2 separate regions of the Mus musculus genome follow, and region 1 is linked to region 2. Evidence: chromatin contacts called from public promoter capture Hi-C data. All regions are on one chromosome and are shown on one strand. The core of a region is the stretch at or near the end of the contact, and the rest is flanking DNA. Distances in the headings are between cores, read along the strand shown.

Region 1 (4,199 bases), core at 396-2,895, 330 kb after region 2:
GTAATCTCTACCTACAAACTGACATCCCAGAATGTCAGGTGGGGAAGGTACCCTTTACAGTCTACCATTATATATACAAGTCTCAGGTTGTGAAACAACGCACTTTTTGGAGTTGTACAATTACAAACACTCAACTCGACCCACTCCAAGGGGAGGGGGGGAATCCACCTGCAATCCTCATTGGTCCACACCGTTCCGGCCCACATGGTGTCAGTGGGTGTTTCCCTCTACACCAGCCGTCTCACTGGCTGTGTGGAAACACTGTTTAATAGGCTGTGATTTGGGGGATTGTCAAACTCCACGCCTCCTTAAGCTTGCCAATGGGCCCTAGATACTGGCGGTTACTCTGCGATTCAAAGGGCAAACTGGTAGCCTGAGATGCACGCCCCAAAAGATGTGCTCGGAGAAGGGAGCAGTGAGCCCCGGGCTGTGCCAGCCCGCCCTCCTCCTAGTCCCAGACCCAAGATCAGTCGGGTTGTTTGCCCCACGGCCACCAATAACAGCGGGCAGTGCGTTCTCCCAGCCGCTACGGTGACCGAGGGAGCAGCTCCAGCTAGTGTCTGACCGACCCAGTAGGCGGATCGGACTAGACAGGCGCCACCGCGGGCCGCCACCTTGGACGCCCGACGCCTCTAGGGAGGACGCAGTCCAGAGCGGCACTCTGTCGCCCCCCTCGACCGCGGGCACCGGCGCTTCCCTGCCGGCAGGACTTACGCGGCCTGTTCTTCCTCCCGGAGTCCATCCTCCTCCGCAGCCGGCATTTCTTGGCCGGAGAATCATGCTGGGCGAACAGCGGCTGCGGCTGCAGCTCGGACGGGAGCTGGAAGCGTGGGGCCGGCGGGTCGCGGCTGCTGGCGGCCGACGGGTGGAAGCCGTTGTGCAGCAGCCCGTTCACGGCGGCCGCGGCGCCCTCGGGGGCCCCCGGGGACTGCAGGGCCGCGCGCTCGTGTTGCGCGCCGCGGTCGCCCATGCCCGGGACCGGCGGAGCGGTGCGCGGGCTCCGGCTCTGGCAGCCTCGCTGGAGGTCACGGTCGGCCGTTCCCCGATCTTCCGATCCACCCTGGGGCTTGCTCTCCCGCAGCCTCGGCGCCGCGGTCGGGAGCTGGTGGCCCCGGCGCTCCTCCCCTCCTCCCGTCGGCGTCCCCACGTCTTCGGCGAGCTGGGCCCCGCGCACCGGGCTTGCTGCTCTCGCCCGCAGCGTGTCGGCATCGCGCGCAGCTGCGGGAACCTCGGTGGACCCCGGCCGGGGAGCCCGCCTCCCCCTCATCCCAAGGCCGAGCCACTTCAAATGCGGCTTCCTCGCCTCCCAGACCTGTCCCCGCCACTGAGCATGCCCAGTCCTACCCGCCACCGCCACCGACGAGTTTCAACGTGCGGAATGAAGTTCTCGGGGTTTGCGAAGAGGAGATAGGCGGATGGGGCTTTGTGTGGCGGAGCGAGCCTAAAGGGTACTGGGTGAGGTAGGCACGAGACAGCCAGAAGCCTCGGGAGGAATGCCGGAGGAAGCCAGATATTTGCAGAGGTTTCAGGTTTGCTAATCCTATCCCCAGTGGGCTAGTACCTTCACAAGGTCACCCATGCTACATCCCCGCCCCACGAAAGTGTGTGAGCAGGCGCGCGTGCGTTAATGTGACCAAACTACTCCCAGGTCTGAAGGGAGGGAAGAGAACAATTATTTATAGAGAGGTAGGCAGCCTTGGAGAAGGAGGGGAGTGAAATTCCTTGGTTGGCACACTCACACAAACAGCATGTGTTCTCGAGTTGTCGTTTGCAGAGAGGAAACCTAGGAAGAGAGAGAAAGGACAGTGAAGGACAAAACTAGGCAGGAATAACCGGTGCTAGAAGAAACCAAGTAAACAGAACCGATCCCAAGCTATAAAAAGCGCATTCCTCACCCAGAAAAGACCGGCAGGGGACAATGCCCTGTTCTGTTATTTATGAAATAAAAAGTTGCCTTGGTTATGAGAAGGGGAACCAGCACCATGATAGCCCTCAGAGTTAGCCCCCAGTTCCCAGTTCCGATTCCCACTGACACTGAGCAAAAGACAAAGTCAGTACTTAACACACCTGTTATAGGCAGTGCCCAGCAAGCGGGACACATTTGGGTATTGGGGACTTCTTGAGGCCTTAGCTTTTGTGTCTGTCCAAAGGGGACTCTTGTGTGTCACAAAAGTACCTAATATAACCTTTGCACATAATAAATGCCCACAAGAGTCTAATGTAGACATTAAAGTCAGGCTGGGGATATAACAGTCAGACACTTCTTATCATGGGATTCTGTCCCTACGAAGGAATAGAGAGAACATAACGGCAGGCTATTGTTTCCAATGACTATGAATACAGCGGGCAGAGGCCAGGCCCCTCACTGAATTTGCACATCACCAAGCTCAAACTAAGCTCTTTGACCCTCTGAAAACATCTGTATTAAAGAGGTGAGAACCGAAGTCTCCAAAGGCCAGCTTCAACAACTTGAACTTCCCTCTACCTTAATCCTAGCAAAAGTGACCTGTGATTAGCCTACCCACCCCTTGAACTAAATCCTCCATGGGTCCAAAACTGGCATTAGCTGTGCCCGGGGTTTACATTTGGTTTGAGGATTTCTTCTGGCAGAGCCCTTCCCAAAATCAACAGGTTCAGAATCAATGAGGCCACTCTGTTTCATCCACCTGTCATTTCAAATCAGGAAACCAAGGCACAGAGACATAACTGAGACTAAGACCAAAACTAGAACTTAATCCCTGTTTCCCTGCTTCCTTGGGCTTATATGATTTGAGAAATTGCCTTAGGTAATCCAGCCTCAGCCCATCTGATTTTTGTCCAGTTCTGTACAACTTGCTCCTTCAGGCTTATAATCTCTCCCTATTCCTATAACCCTTTATACCTCCTTCTTCTGGCTACAAAATACACATAGCCTACCTAGTAACACAGCCCTGCATCCCAACTACTCGGGAGGCTAAACCTCCTGAGGAGGAAGACCTCAAATTGAAGTCCTGCCTTAACTACTTAGTTCAAGTCAGTTTTCGTTACGTAATGAAACCCTGTCTCAAAAAAAAAAAAAAAAAAATGCTGGAGAGATGCTGGAGATGTCTAGCATTTGGCTAGCATAAGGCTCTAGGTTCAGTCCCTAGTACTGTTAAAGTAAAATGCATGTGTTCCCTTATATCTTCATGATCATAGTAATGGGACATCAAAGATGAAGTGGAATAATATAAATGTGCAGTCACATTCCACTTGGTCCCTGTGTCTCCCCACTGCTCCGATAAGCAGTTAAGTGTGCCTTGCATACTCTGTTAAGGCTCACCAGCATTGTATTCTGAGGAAGCTCTGGATGCTCACTTGAAACTAAACAAGGGACTGTGATCTTAGGGCTTCTCACTTCATGTGGTAAATTTACTAAAAAAAGCTTCCATTGCCACGTCTCAATAAGCAAATTCTCACAGATCTGAGCCGAGTAGATTGGCACTGTAGTGACTTCAAGGACACCTCCTCCAGCTTGATTTCACAGGCGTGGTGAGGGAGGCCTGAGCCAAGTGGCTCAGACCCAGTCAGGGCAGAAGTCCTGGTACAGAAAGTCTCTCACCTACTTCCCTTTCAAGCACAAGCCAGGTGACATCCCACAGGTTTATTCACGGGTATGTGTGGGTGGTGAACATGAGCCATCATGTGCTCCAGGAGAGCTAGAACAGTAAGGAGAAGGGAGAGCCACAATCCTCTTCTCCCCATCTCTGCCCATTCGCTGTCACTCATTTATTAAGTGTGTACTACGCTGAAGACCCCAAAACAGACTCCTGGGATACGAAGACAAAATGAATGCTTTTACTGCACTCGGAAGGTTACAGTTTACTGGAAACATAATAGATCATTCATTGGTTTTCTTGCTCAGTGTCAGAACAATAATCCAGAGTCTTCCCACTTTTTCTTCTGTTCTGTTTAGGGCTTGGCTAGGGCTAAGCCAGGCCATCACTTTATCACTGAGTTAGCACCCCAACTATCTTGTATTTTGAAGCAAGCACTCACCAATTTGCTAAGGCTGGTCTTGAACTCACTCTGTAGCTAAGCGGGCCTTGGATTTTTGGTTCTTTCCCTTCGGCTTTCTGAGTTGGATTGCAGGTCTATACCAATAAATCCAGTTGAAATTTTCTACTTTTCCTGCGGTTTGCTGTTGTTGCTATTGTTGTTTGAGTATCTCACTGTAGTGA
Region 2 (3,788 bases), core at 564-3,063:
GCCCGGCTGGGAAAAGCTTTTTAAGAACCCTTGACAAGAAGCTGAATCTCTCCCCACAGTACGGTGATTACATTCCTCTCTTAAAACCATAAAGAATGGCTTGGGGGTCAGAGTGGGACAATAAATACAATTGTACTTATAAGACGAGCAGCATTGTGTTTGCCTGCCAGGAAAGGGGTCCTGTAGAAATATCCTACAAAGAAATGACGGTCCTGGTCCTTCGAGTCAACGCTGCGCTCTTTGAGAAGGTTCTCCAAAGCCCGCACAAATTTCATACCAACAGGAGGAATCCCTTCTGTTCAAATTGATTGATGATCTCTCCCACAAGCTCCCGCTGGAGCCCACCAGGCCTGATGGTAATGAAGGTACACTCACCGTTGGTCATGTGTGCTGTGGTCTGGGAGGGACTGAATGTTGTGAAGACAGTCTCGGTGATGCTAACAGAGACCAACCCCACTCACTCTAAGCCTGTGACCATCCGAGGAGACTTTTGCATCCAAGTTGGTAAGAATGGTTCTGTAGAGAGCCCAGCTTGTGGTTTCAGCCCAAGGAGCTGGTGGACTTCAAGAGTTGTGCACAGGACTGGATCTATGAGTGACAGGAAGGCCCCTGCTTTGCCACCTTCTGACCCCTGTTCCCACAGGCAGGGGACCAGCAACTCTAGATATTTCTGGATCTTCCTTTGGCCTTTAGGGATCCTCTGGGAGCTGTGACTCCCTGTGTAGTGTTAAGTACCACTATTAGATTAAAATGTCTCATCGCCTGTGAAGAGAAGGAGGAGGAGAGGGAGGGGGAGGGGGAGGGGGAGGGGGGGGGACTCAATTTAGAAGAGAAACTAAATTGACAAGACCGAAGTGTTTAACCACCAGGCAACAGGGAGGGGTATGATGGATCCTTAGAATGACAGTTCACTGCTAAAACTCTTCCTTTCCCCATCCCCTATCTCCTTTCAGTCCTAGGGACAGAAGCCAGTGTCATGGGCAAGAGCTCTGTCACTGAGCTACATCCTAGCCTTGGAACCTCACTTTCTTTTAAAGGACTTTGAATGTCATTATCTTTCATTCTATCCATCTATCTGGATCTATATCTATCTATCTATCTATCTATCTATCATCCATCCATCCATTTATCAAGGGTGCCACACGGAGGTCAGAGGACCACTTGCAGGAGTCGATTTTTACTTTCCCTGGGATTAAAATCCCATCCCAGCTCAGATCCTAGGGCTTAAAGTCAAGTGATATAAGCCCCTGAAGTCATCTCCCCTAAGCCAGTTGAGTCTCAATTTCAATTTAAATCCAGGAATTCAATTCAGGATCATGTCCCTCACTAAGATGGACTATTAGGAAACTGGAAATGAGTGAACCATCCTCTAAGAATCAACTAGGTATTATCTCTGCTGTCCAGAATATTACAGTCTGCGAATTAATCCGCTTCAGTTAGCAACATCAGTAAACATTAAAAATAGGAAAGGACAGAAAAGGATCCTGTCTGGTCTTGCATTGTGCAAGGAGAATTCTATGCTAGAGCTGGGCTGGAGCACCAAGACCCAGAGGCTGGAAAATTCATGGGAGCTTCCTGGAAGAATGGATAAAACCGTCTCTCTCCCAATTCCGGAAGTATTTCTGCTGCAAACTCTCAAATTTAGCATCTAGGGATAATAAAGCTAAAAGCGGCGGAGAAGGGCACCCTCTGGCGACAATAGCAGGACACAGTGGGAGGAAGCAGCGCTAAGATGGAGTACCACCCCAAAACAAAGCTCCCTGGGAGCTGTAGTCGAGCCAGGTTGCCTGGGTGAGTGCAGTTTCCCGCCCTTAGTGATGTGGGGACCCAGCGAGATGGAGCTCACTTTAGGAAACAGCGGGGAGTCCCCCAAAGGACTAAGGTATTCCAGCCACACCCGACTAACGCTGCAAATATGTAGGAAAGAGAGTGAAGCAAGATATTTTTAATGAGTAGCCCTGTCTAGTAGTAGATCCCTCAAAGCACCAAGTGTGGGTAGGGGTTACATCCGGCACCCGGCAGTCAGGAGTCATTGGCCACGCACCCTTCGCCAGCGTCCATTCTGCCGAAAAGCAAGTTCTGGCCTTCTGCAGTTAATGCTTTTTTACCCATCAGCAAGATGCACCAAGATGAGACTTAGAGGTAGGTGGTCGTCGCTCTTAAATGTGGGTGGACGCAACTTTTGTTTTCCTGGGCTGTCCACTAGGGGCGCGTGGTGGACTCTGGGTCCTAAGCTATATATCTAGTCACTCTTTTATCCAGAACCCACCCTCAGCTCACTCAAAGGCTTTCAAAAACAGCTTTTTTTTTTTTTTACTTCCGGTTGTTTATTTGAGAAGGAATGCACCAGAAATTACAGAAACCTTTTTAATGTCCCACAACCTCTCAACTCTGTAAGTCTATTAACATGTTATTGTGTAATGGTCTCTCCCCCTCCCCAACCTCCCTGTGTTCCTCAGGTTTGGTGTTTTAAAATGACAGCTGATGTAGGAATTCCTCTCTGTGGAGATAGAGTGGACACAATGAATTTCTTTCTTCCCCCCCCTCCCCCTCCCTCGCCCTCTCCCTGCCCCCCTTCTCTCTCTCTCTCTCTCTCTCTCTCTCTCTCTCTCTCTCTCTTCTTTCTTTCTTTCTTTCTTTCTTTCTTTCTTTCTTTCTTCCTTCCTTCCTTCCTTCCTTCCTTCCTTCCTTCCTTCTTTCTTTCTTTCTTTCTTTCTTTCTTTCTTTCTTTCTTTCTTTCTTCTTTCTAAAATATTTTCTGGATTTAAATGTTGGTAAAGGAAGAAGAGAGGTAAACGTTAGAAGTAGGGACTGGGAATCTCAAATTAGGGTGCAGTTCAGAGATGAAGAAGGCACAATGAGGTATTTGTGTCCTCATGAGGAAAGTATTTGGGAGTGCTGAAAGCAAGCAGTGTAAATAGCATCAGGACAGCAACTGCTCAGGAGGCCATGCGCCTGAATCACACTTATACTTCAGTAAAATGTTAACAAAGACTCCGAGACAACAGAAGGAAAAATTAGAACACGTTGGCACCCTGAGAAGTGTGCTATTCAAAAGAGTAAGGCAGTGGCTGAAAAGACCATGCAGGAGGAGATAGGACCATCAAGATACTCTGAGCATGAAAAATACACAGGGTCATAGAACAAGGGTTAACAAACTGCCACCCGGAGGCCAGCTTGCTATTTGCTTCTATAAATGAAGTTTTATTGGATCAGGTGCTCTCTTACGCTGCAACAGCAGACTGGACTAGTTGCTCACAAAGCCAGAGAAAATATTTATTATTTGGCCCTTAACAGGGTCCAGAACATCATGATGGCCATGGTTCAAATTCCTGGGATGCTTGAAACATGAGGGCTAGTAACTACTCGTGACTGCTAAAGCAGGGACACACATGGTTGTTTGCTTTGCCGCTGTTTAAAAGAGTTCAGTAGTTTTCCTTTGAGATGTACTTTAATTTAACAATGAAAACGGTTCTAAAGTAAAGGGCTGTCTCTGGTCTTGCATTCTTCTAGAAGAATATCTGTATACTTGCTGCTGTCAGTTGCTTGTGCTAGAGAACATGGTAAACTCAGTTTTTAATGCTCAGAAGAAAATGATAAATATATGAGGATATCACCATTGTCAATCATCTGGGGATAGCTAGAGGAGACAAATGACCTTGATGGAGAGGTGCAATGACAGACTTTGTCTATGGCACTCGAGGGAACTTTGTGTGCTTCTACAAAGGGAGATGTTTACATCTCTACCCTGCTCAATTCTGAAAAAGGAACACACCAATCAAAGACAG

The links. Capture Hi-C pulls out chosen DNA fragments and counts their contacts.
Region 1: a contact with region 2 is called in a promoter capture Hi-C map of liver. A contact is called at or near these places in 4 of 39 promoter capture datasets (the C10 cell line, embryonic stem cells and hippocampal neurons), 2 of 484 Hi-C or Micro-C datasets (CD8 T cells and cardiomyocytes), 3 of 130 datasets of targeted methods (the NIH/3T3 cell line, bone marrow-derived macrophages and effector CD8 T cells) and 3 of 9 other capture datasets (adipose tissue, liver and macrophages).

What each region holds. Positions count from the first base shown.
Region 1 is chr19:34,877,810-34,882,008 of GRCm38.p6, forward strand. Pank1 (pantothenate kinase 1) reads right to left here and starts at 1,646. Exons shown (of 7, transcript NM_001114339.2): 1 at 715-1,646. The coding sequence starts at 1,267.
Region 2 is chr19:34,548,881-34,552,668 of GRCm38.p6, forward strand. It overlaps Ifit2 (interferon-induced protein with tetratricopeptide repeats 2), which reads left to right and starts at 1,814. Exons shown (of 3, transcript NM_008332.3): 1 at 1,814-2,142.